Linked DNA regions of Mus musculus: region 1 is linked to region 2. Evidence: chromatin contacts called from public Hi-C data. All regions are on one chromosome and are shown on one strand. The core of a region is the stretch at or near the end of the contact, and the rest is flanking DNA. Distances in the headings are between cores, read along the strand shown.

What was found. A called contact is a pair of places that touch in the nucleus more often than the background predicts.
Region 1: a Hi-C map of cortical neurons shows a contact between it and region 2, with 1.6 times the contacts expected there. The contact joins two enhancer-like sites. A contact is called at or near these places in 4 of 484 Hi-C or Micro-C datasets (cerebral cortex, cortical neurons, forebrain and 1 more).

What each region holds. Positions count from the first base shown.
Region 1 is chr9:113,246,614-113,251,750 of GRCm38.p6, forward strand. No RefSeq gene overlaps it. Among named protein-coding and RNA genes, the nearest start is that of Gm36367, 47 kb to the right of the region's middle. Within about 2 kb of position 1,573, at least 23 of the 459 cell types and tissues checked have an H3K27ac peak or open chromatin away from gene starts, as enhancers often do. A contact at or near this core is called in cortical neurons and forebrain, where this site is marked.
Region 2 is chr9:113,091,473-113,096,432 of GRCm38.p6, forward strand. The region is part of intron 5 of Gm36251 (a long non-coding RNA gene); the gene reads right to left. Among named protein-coding and RNA genes, the nearest start is that of Gm36251, 29 kb to the right of the region's middle. Within about 2 kb of position 3,044, at least 4 of the 459 cell types and tissues checked have an H3K27ac peak or open chromatin away from gene starts, as enhancers often do. A contact at or near this core is called in cortical neurons and forebrain, where this site is marked.

The sequences.
Region 1 (5,137 bases), core at 323-2,822, 150 kb after region 2:
TAACAATATCAGTAGACAAGTGTGTGATACCCCTAAAGCCCTGAGATAAAGGAGGTGTGATGCAGTAATTACACATTCTGCCAAGTCGTTTTTTAAAGATGACTTGAACTAGGAATGATTCTGAAATATGCAAGGACTCAGGAAGTCCCACATCTACTAGCCCTTGAAGAAAATCGTTATTAGGGTTATATTATATAATATTATATTATATAGTATATGTGTGTGTGATAAATCAAAATGAAGAAATGAAATTGAAATTCCAAGCTGAAATACTGATGATAGGTTTAAAAATGGAAACTGACAAGTACAGAAATCAATATTATAAAACCGCTTTGAAACATCAGATAACTAAAAACGTTAGAAATATTGGGGGCTGCAGAGCATGCATTTGATTTTGTTTTTACCTTTTATTGTACAGATTTCCAAAACTACATCCCAAAGTCAGATTACACAGCTGAAACATCATTTGAAATGTATATAAAAAAGAATCTTTTGACACTAATGTATTTCATTGGGTATACCTAACATCACACGAGATAGACAATTGAAATGAATTTACATTGAATTTTTCAAAGCAATTCTTTAAAACCTATATCTAGATACATCATTAGGTACCTACTAGTAAATAATGGAGAGCTGTTAGCATTGGAGAGAGGGTTTGAAAGGTGTTAATCAAAGCCTATTGTTGCCTCTGGTTTTTGTTGTATTTCTAGAAAATAAAATTTGGCTCAATTTGTATCTCTGGTTGATAAATGTTTTCTGAAAAGCAAGTAACATTTAAAAAATAATAATAAAAGTTGACCTGGTTGTATTGGCCCACATCATTAATTCCCTGCACTCTTGAGGCAGAGACAAGCAGATCTGTGAGTTTGAGGCCAGCTGGATTTGCATAGGTCCAGCCAGGGCTACATAGTCAGATCCTCTTTAAATAATAATTTAAAGAGACATTTTATGAAAGAGACTAAAACAAGCAAAAGCTGTTTGCGTAAGGAAGGCTAACATAAGGCAGCGTGCTTGTCAACAGGAGAAAACCAAGCCACAAGAGAACACAGGAGAGAGGCAGGCACCCAGAGCTCACCATGGAACAGAAATAAAGCTACGGAAGGGAAAGGTGTGCTCTAGTGTTTTCCAAGCACAAAAAAATTGAAACAACCTATAAATACCAATTTGCTAAAGATGGCAAGGTGATCTGTCCTCTAGAGGAAGAGGGACAAAAGTGACTCTAGTACATGGGCCTGACACCCTTCAGGTAAGTAGCCAGGAGGCAAAATACACTGCATTTGCACTTAGAGTGAGTTCTAACATTGGAATCAGGAGCAGGACATTCGAGAGACAGGATGTGGCACAGTAAAAAAAAATCTGTGAATAGGAAGCTGCCATATCATTTCTCTTCCAAAACCATCCGCCTTGGCTTTTGTCTCAGACCCCTTGAATAGTTTGTGCTGCTCTGTGGGGGTTTCAGTCACGTGGTTGCCTCAAATCCACGTGACAAACAGCACTTTGGTCCACCGTCTGTGGGAGTGCAAACTGAGGGCTCTGCAGAACTATATGGCAGTTTCTAAGGAAGTTGAAATACACCCACACTTACATCCCAGAAATTCCATTCCAGCCCATGTCCCCAAGAGACCTGAGTATGCCTAAGTTCACAGAATCTTGTATAAGCGTACTCATGGTAGCTTTATTCATAATTACCAAAGACTAAGGAACAAAATCAAGTTTCACCAACCAGGGAACACCATACCTATTCGCTGGAATGCTACTTAACCATTTAAAGGGGTGAGCCATGAAGCCATGGTGTAGCATGGAGAGCCCTCACAAGTATCCTTTGAGCAAAAGGAGCCAGACCCTAAAGAAAAGCGCACAGTATTTAATTTCGTGTATATGAAATTCTGGAGTAGCCCAGTGAGTCTATAGATATAAATGTCACAACAGAGCTCATCTTGGAGATCACTCTTGACAGGAAAGGAACATGAAAGAATTGTAGTACTGTTTTCAGGTACTCAGGTACGACTATGTGCAAAAGTGAGATTTATAACTGAACACTGAATTCTATTTGATTAAGTTATATACCATGAACACAGTGCTGGACCCCTTCTGTCAAAGGAGCACACTGCCTGCTTCCCTCTGCACTTCTGGAGCTGCCTGGGTACCTGCTCTATCCTGCACTTAGGATTCTGTATCCCTGGGTGAGACCGGAGAGCTGTGTGGATTCAATCCATAGAAAGAACAGGGCAGCCGACCTCATTTCATTCCTTGGGTGGAGTGGAATCTATACTGTTCCTTAAAACAGCGCAAATGTAAACGAGGTGTAAACTGCCTTCACATCTCATTTATGGAACAGATGAGCCGTGAAATGCATTTCACAGGCACAAGTGCTGCAGGGGTATGCTTAGCAAGCGAGCACAGTCTCACAGTGCGGAGTTGAACATTTGTTCCTCTTCCCTCGGGATCCAGGATTATTTCTGCGTATGACGGCTGGCCGGGTGGGGGGGGAGGGGGGCAGGGTATGAGTGTGGGAGGAAGAAGGGAGCTACTTCTCCAGTCCTTAGGATTTCTTCCTTTTACCGTGTGATCAACTCCTACACATCTGTCAGAGTCCAACATAGCTGTCACCTCCCTGTATAGCACTCTTGTTCCCTGATCCTGTTCCTCTCTACACAGACACAGCATGTGGCTTTTTTCCTGTCTTGATTTATCATGGTGGTTCTGTAGGCTCCCTGTAGCCCAATGTTTGATTTCAGTAGTTGCTCAATTAATCTCGTGTCCAGTATGTACATGTGTATATCTGTGTGGTGTATGTACACATGTGTGTGCAGTATACACACCCATGTATATTCGTGTAGAAGCTAGAGAAGAATATCAAGTGTCTTCCTGTAACCGATGTTATTTTTTGAGACAAGGTCTTTCACAGAACTGGATGCTTGCTGTTTGAGCTAGTCTGGTTGGCCACTGAGCTCCTGGAATCTTCCTGTCATTGCCCCACAGCACTTGGGTTACAGACACGTGTGGCTCTCCTAGGCTTTCACATGGGTGCTAAGAACATAATCTTAGATCCTCCTGTTTTCACAGCAAGTACATCAAGCCATCATCTCTCCAGCTCCTTAGATTATGGCATGTAGGGATGCCTCCCTCCATAGAGGCTAACTCTTCTGTAAACAGTTCCCCAAACACAAAATCATCACATACTTGAGTCAGAGAACATGGATGCATCAAGCTAGTCCTGACCTGTAACTTTGATCCCTACTGGCTAGTTATCATAGTACTGGAAGGTTGTTGTGCATGCTGAAAAAGGAGGGAAACCGTCATCAATCTTACCCAGTTGTGAATTCTACAAGCTGGTATAGCCATTGATCTAGAAAGGCGTGCCCACTGGTGCAATAATGGCATAAACGCTGTGGACTGACCAACCATTCTCTGGTTGGATTTATGTCCTGTTCAGGAAGATGAAATTCATGCCTGGCACCATTGTCATGCCAAGAACCTGTGGTGAGATTGGTCATGGCCCCAGAGAAGAACTTACTACTGCTCTTATGTTAAATAGAGATAGTAAGCAACTGACTCCTGATGGCTCATCATCATATCCATAGATCAGTGCATTTCTCGATGCTTCTCAGATATGCTTCTATTTAGAGTAAACCCAGAAACCCACAACTGCTCAACAGGCAAAGAATAGAAGGCTGTGGAATGTTTAGCTCTAAATGGGACATCTCTATCCACCCACAAGGCTCAGGGATCATTTTAAACAGGGGGTTGGAACTCTGAAAGATACAGAAAGAGTGGATGGATAAAAAGAAATGATGTCTTCCATCTACAGCAGAGCAGTTGCTCATATGAACCATAGCAACAGTGATGGCATGTATAAGCCCTGTGAAAACTCAGGCCAATATGGAGAGGGAAAGTAGACATGAAGTCTCATCCAAGACTGAGGAGCCATTGGCAATTGATATTGGCAATGAGGGAGAGCAAATCTTCTTTAAGAGTTTTGACCCTGATCTTATGGAGCCTCAACCCTAGGCAAAAACCTATGGGCAACTAACAACTGTTGATAGAGGGAGAATTAGTCTTGCTCAGGGAGAAGTCCCCCAATTGGCTTTCCAGTACCAGGGGTCATCCCTAAAATCATATACATATAAACAACACTAAATGCACTTGGTAGGCTGTGTTTATATATCCATGTATATATTAATAGATAACAAGAATAATTAAAGAAAAAAGGTCATGAATTTAAGATGGAGTGATGAATGGGGACCTGGGAGGGATTGGAGGTAGACAAGGAATGGGGAAATTTTATGATCGTAATTTAATTGAAGAAATAAGATTAAAAGTGAAAAGAAAAGTTTTGCCCCTAGTAGGTTAACTACAATTCAGTAGAAGGCCACACATCCAAGAATATATGAGCAGCACATATTGGACCTAATAGGTGTACTACAAAGAGAACATAAAGTTGAGTGGTTAGGCAAACAAGCATGGGTCTGGGAGGAGTGGGTTGCAGCATGAATATGATCAAGACATGTTGCACAAAATTCTCAAAGAACTAACAAAAAAGTTTCCAAGGATATTAAGTGTGTCATCACATGTATCTTCAAGGTACATATGTACACATACCTCCAGGTTTACTGTACAAGATTAGAGTAGAAGTCAGGTGGTGTAAATCAAAATCATGTGTTACCCCACTTCTGTAAGAGGAACTGAGATATCCCACATTGATAATTGCTATGTCTCCATCATTTACTCTGAGGTAGTTGGTTACTAAAGGTAGATGTCTCTAAAGAGCAGAGTTTGGGCTTACATTCTCTGGGTACTGCCTGATAATGGCTGGATGAGTCTTGATGTCTATAGCAACTCACATATGCTTTAAAGCAACCAAAGCAAGGATGAGGACAAGCAAAACACAACAAATCCAGTGTGCCAGAGATGGTCTCCCCATGGCTGAGATGGTCGCATTCTGGGGAATGAATGTCACTTACATTCAGAAGATTCAAGATTGAGACTTGTCACACACTTAATCTTGAAAGGCCGCTTCAGATCCCCAGACTTTCGCCTTCCTCCACACCGAATAGGAGTCACTGCAGAATGCAGTTCAGGTTGGTCCTGTTACTCAATACTTGCCTGACTAAGATGGATTTCGTAGAGAAGC
Region 2 (4,960 bases), core at 1,794-4,293:
CAAAATAATGTCTTTTCTCACTGCTTCTACTAGCCCCCAGAGTCCCATTATTCAATTTTGAACATGTACATGTATTTGTATATATAGATATAGATGTACACACACACACACACACACACACAAAAAACCAAAACCATGTTGATATTGTGCACTAACTTTTCCAAGTGTAATCTGTGACATTTGGTATACAGATTTTAAGTTCTCTTCAGATCCATTATTTTTAGCTTTACTGTGCTTGACTGACTTGAATTCTTTCCTGCAATAAAAGGGGAGAGGGTACAAATGTGCACAGCCAGCCAGTATCACCCTGATGCATCATCCAGCAGCCTGTGACTCTGGCAACAAGGGAAGAAGATTATTTGTCCCTTTTTTGTGGTTTTTCTCATGGTAATGTGACTCTGAACAACAGGCCCCTGTTCTCTTTCATGCTTGCTCCCCGCACAATCATTTTTTTTTTAACCACTCTATCCTAAAATTGGAGAGGAAGTTGCCTGGTTGAGCTGGACAATGGAGACACCTCTGGTCTGCAGAGATAGAAGGCAACCCTACCTTCTCCAGTTGGCAGCAGTCAACACACCACCTGCTCCCACACTGTGACCTTTGATTCACATGATTTTGCCTTTGTAATTGCTGAGTCATTCATTGTGTTAAATCGATTCTTCATCTCAGAAAAAGATTCCAAAATGTAGACTGAACAGCCGTGCTCTCGAATGGCCTCTTAGCATCTCATTTCACACACAAAAAGAAATGTTTCCTCTGCCGCTGGCTTTCCAAGATCTTCAGTCTGACCTGCAATTGCTCAGACACTCACTCTATACTCACCTCCCAACTACCGATTGTGCCTTATTCTAGCTTATCTCTGACACTGATACTATGTATTATAGACCAGGCGCCATTTAAGAGGAGATTCACTTCCTCAGGGTTAGGTGTGTACATGTGTAACTGGGAATTGTGCACATGAAAGCAGGTGCCCTCAGAGTCCTGAAGAGGGCCTCGGACCTCCTGGAGCTAGAGTTACAGGTCATTGCGAGCTGCCCACATTGGGTACTGGGACTAGAACTCAGGCCCTCTCTGTGAGCAATATGTGCTCTTAAAAGCTGGGCCATCTTTCCAGCCTCCTCCCTCAATATTATTAACCAAAAAATCTTATGGTTGACTCCATTTGGCCACTACAGAATTTCTAAACTTAAGGAAGGCAGAGGAGCCCGTATGGTTTAGTAAAGAGAAAGGAAAAATGCAAAGACAGACAGACTTGGGTAAGGTTATTTCTATTCCACACATTAGTTGTCTGGCTTTGGGCAAGAAACTTGTCTCTCTGGTCCACAGAGAGACTGGAGGGGTTTGAAGCACATCTAGCTGGTGCTTATAAGGACTATATGGAGTATGTGAAACACCTGCCCTACCTCCTGGAGTTCTCATTAGTGAAGATGGGTCCCTTTCCCTCCTTCCGACTTGCATCTCCCTGGATGTCTCGGCTGATGAATGATGGAGCTGTTTGGGAGATGCATTTGATGAGGCTTCGGAACGGTCCTTCAGAGTTTGCAGAGGGAAGGGAGAATCTGATAGATATTCCTACATGCATGTCACAAGAACTGGGGCACCACAAGATGAAGCTCTCCTTAATCCTCCGTCCAAAGACAGAAATCTAGGGAAACCTATGCTGTGAAGCCTGCTGATCAATAATAACTTATGCTTGCATATCTCACTACACACTCAGAAAACTACTCAGTTCCAGCAAGTATTATACATCGCTTCTGCAAGTCAGAAGTCTGTGATTCAGAGAGGTTAATAATAGTACAATTAAAGAGGACCCTGGCTCAGGTGCAAACCAGACTGTCCGATTCCCTTCAGCTACCTGCTCCTATAAACTACCGAATCCACACAGTAGGCATTTGTTACTTTCCTTGTGCCTGTAACAAAATACCCAGAGAGGAAAGATTTCTTTGGACTTGTGGTTTTACCGACTTCTGCCACCGCTGCTTGGCCACCAGCATTTGAGCAGAACGTGAAGGCAGAGAACCGCTGCCCACATCATGGCAGACAGAAGCAGAAAAGCAAGGAGGCTGACACTCAACTAGCTTTGTCTTTTCCTGTTTCTTATCTCCAGCCCACGGGCTGAAGCCGCTAATACTCAAAGCGTGTCTTCCTGGCTCTCTGGGAATGCTCTCACACTCCCATCCATGCCGAAGTCTTCCTTGACAATCCACTAGATAACTCTAAGTCCGCTCAAGCTGACAGTGAAGATTAGCCACCACAGTTGGGTACTGAATGTGTGTGTGCCAGTCTTCATTTTATACAAAGCCTGTTTCCAGAAAGTTCTATCATTCTCTCACTGTCAGCATCTCTGTCCTGGATGTATGGTCAGTATCAAACTTCAAAGAGCTTGTTCTGGCTCCAGTGAGCTCACACAACTCTTCTGAGTGGTCCCCACTCATCCACGAGCACATGGAACTGTTTTCTTCTTAAGAAAAACTACAACCTCTGATGCTTTCTACGGAGGTGACAGCAGCAGGGGACCCAAGAGAAGCAGGCGAGGACCAGAGCCACAAAAACGTCAGCTATTTGAGAAACCCAAAGCACCTGCTTTCTTTAAGATGCCAACCCAGCCCCTCGCCAGACTCTGCCACGCAAGAGCTGCAGTTTGAATTATCAAAAACAAAAACAGATCGCTGGTTAAATTACTCTGATTATTTCTGTAAGGAAACAATTACACCTAATTACAGGCAAGGCTGAGGTGTTGCTTCCGTAATGAAACCAAGGGGGCAGGCGTAAGTTTGAGATCTCATTAGCCAGCTTCTCCTAGCTTCTAAATATACCCCCATGCACTTCCCGCTGGTCTTTTACCGCGGGATTGATTCGAAGCCAGGAAGGTCTTCATAAGGGCTTACTAAAATAAAACTCCACTCTGGAGGCTTCTTTCTGTATGTGACTTTCGTAATTCTGCTGAGATGTATAAAATAGAAGAAAGTGGGATGTGACCAAAGCGGCCACTGGGCACACCCTCGGCTCAGCACCTGAAGGCAGTAAAGTGTTTGTCTCTCTATTTGTGAGTCATCTGTGTCTCAGGAAACAGTTTAAGCACTTGACAGTACCCAAAGTTCCAGTCTGATTCTAACTCAGAAATTCTGTTTTCAAGATCAGTCTTTGTCTCAGGTTTTTAAACATAGAGTTTCATAGAGTTGCTTTATTTCATTATGTATTTATTGAGCCAGGGTTGCTCGTAGCTCAAGCTGGTCTCGAACTTGCTATGTTACTGAGGATGGACTTGAATACTTGACCATCCTGTTTTTGCCTCCCGAGTAATGGTGATTATACTATCACATCTGGTTATGCCATGCTGGGATCAAAGCTAGTCTAGACCTCTACTGACTCTGCTACATGCCCAGCCCCAATTATAGAATTTTGAATCCAGTCTTAGATTTCCCACAAAGGGGAAATTAAGGAAGCCCAGGCAGGGCTGAGAGAAGGAGATGGTTGGTGGAAACAGTTCCTGCTCACCAGCAAGAAGAAATAGCAGCAGAAGAGTGGGCTTCAGAGGGTGGATATTTAAGGCTATGGAGAGAGAAGTAGTTTCTGTCCATTGAATGCAAGGTCCCCTGCATGTTCTGAAAAGTTCCCAGCAGCAAAATATCCTAGCATGGAATAGCCTTTATCTTTAAAATCAGGATTGACTCAGAGTCCCCACCACCATAAGATGGGGGAATAAGAGGAGAGTCACAGAGGAGAGAAGGGCAGCCAGATCATACCATGTCATCTTAAAATAGTGGGCAGAAGATAGAATGATACCCTGAGAAACATTAGGGTTCAAAACCCAAGAACATACAAGGTTTAACTGACTTCTTGAAGATTTTGACAGGACCACATCATGAGATGGGAGGCTTAAACAGTATTGTCTTAAAATGAATAGGGTGGGAGACAGGTAACTGGCTTTCTTCTGACTCTTTTGCTGGACAAGTAAGTCTGAAGGTGGCTGTGAGTCTAGTAACTGGAGCCTAGTGTCCACTTCCTGAGGTTGTTACTGAATACAAAGGCTAGAGGTAAACACAGAAGCATCCTTGGAGGTTGTGCACATCCAGAGCTTAGCTGTGTCATCACACCATTTGGATGCAGTCATAGATGCTAACTCTGATGGTTTGCATATGCTCGGCTCAGGGAGTGGCACTGTTAGAAGGTGTGGCCCTGTTGGAGTAGGTGTGGTCTTGTTGGAGGAAATGTGTAACTGTGGGTGTGGGCTTTAAGACCCTTATCTTAGCTGCCTGGAAGTGAATATTCTGCTAGCAGCCTTCAGATGAAGATGTAGAACTCTCAGCTCCTCCTGCACCATGCCTGCCTGGATGCAACCATGTTTCTACCTTGATAATAATGGACTGAGCCTCTGAACCTGCAAGCCAGCCCCAATTAAATGTTGTACTTATAAGAGTTGCCTTGGTCATGGTGTCTGTTCATAGCAGTAAAACCCTAACTAAGACACTAACCATACAGAACTGATAAATGAGGAGCTGTGGGAATGTCAACACTGTCTGCACACCATCCTTTTGTTTGGAACTTCACCAAGACAGAGAACAAGATGTAAGTCGTAGGCTGAAGGATAAGGAAGCAAACAGCCCAGACAGTAGTTCTGTAGGGCCTGTGGTGTCAATTGCCAGAGCTTGAGGCTGAGCTACAGAAATTAGGAAAAACTAAACCAAGTCTTATAAGAGTGTTTTATTCCCAAAGATTTGATGGTTTGGGTTGCCCAAAATAAGAAGTTATCACTAGATTCCAGAAGCTTCCCAAACTCACACCCTCAATAAAGGCTTCCTCCCTCCCTAAATTCCCTCCCAGAAGTGGCTGAGGAAGGTGTGAAGAATAGGACAATCTTCCTTCCTGGAAGCCAGGAAAACGATGCTCAGGGTGTTCCCACACATGGCCACGAGTCTCTGGCATCTCAGTCATCCAGATGCATTAGCTGTTTGGCACT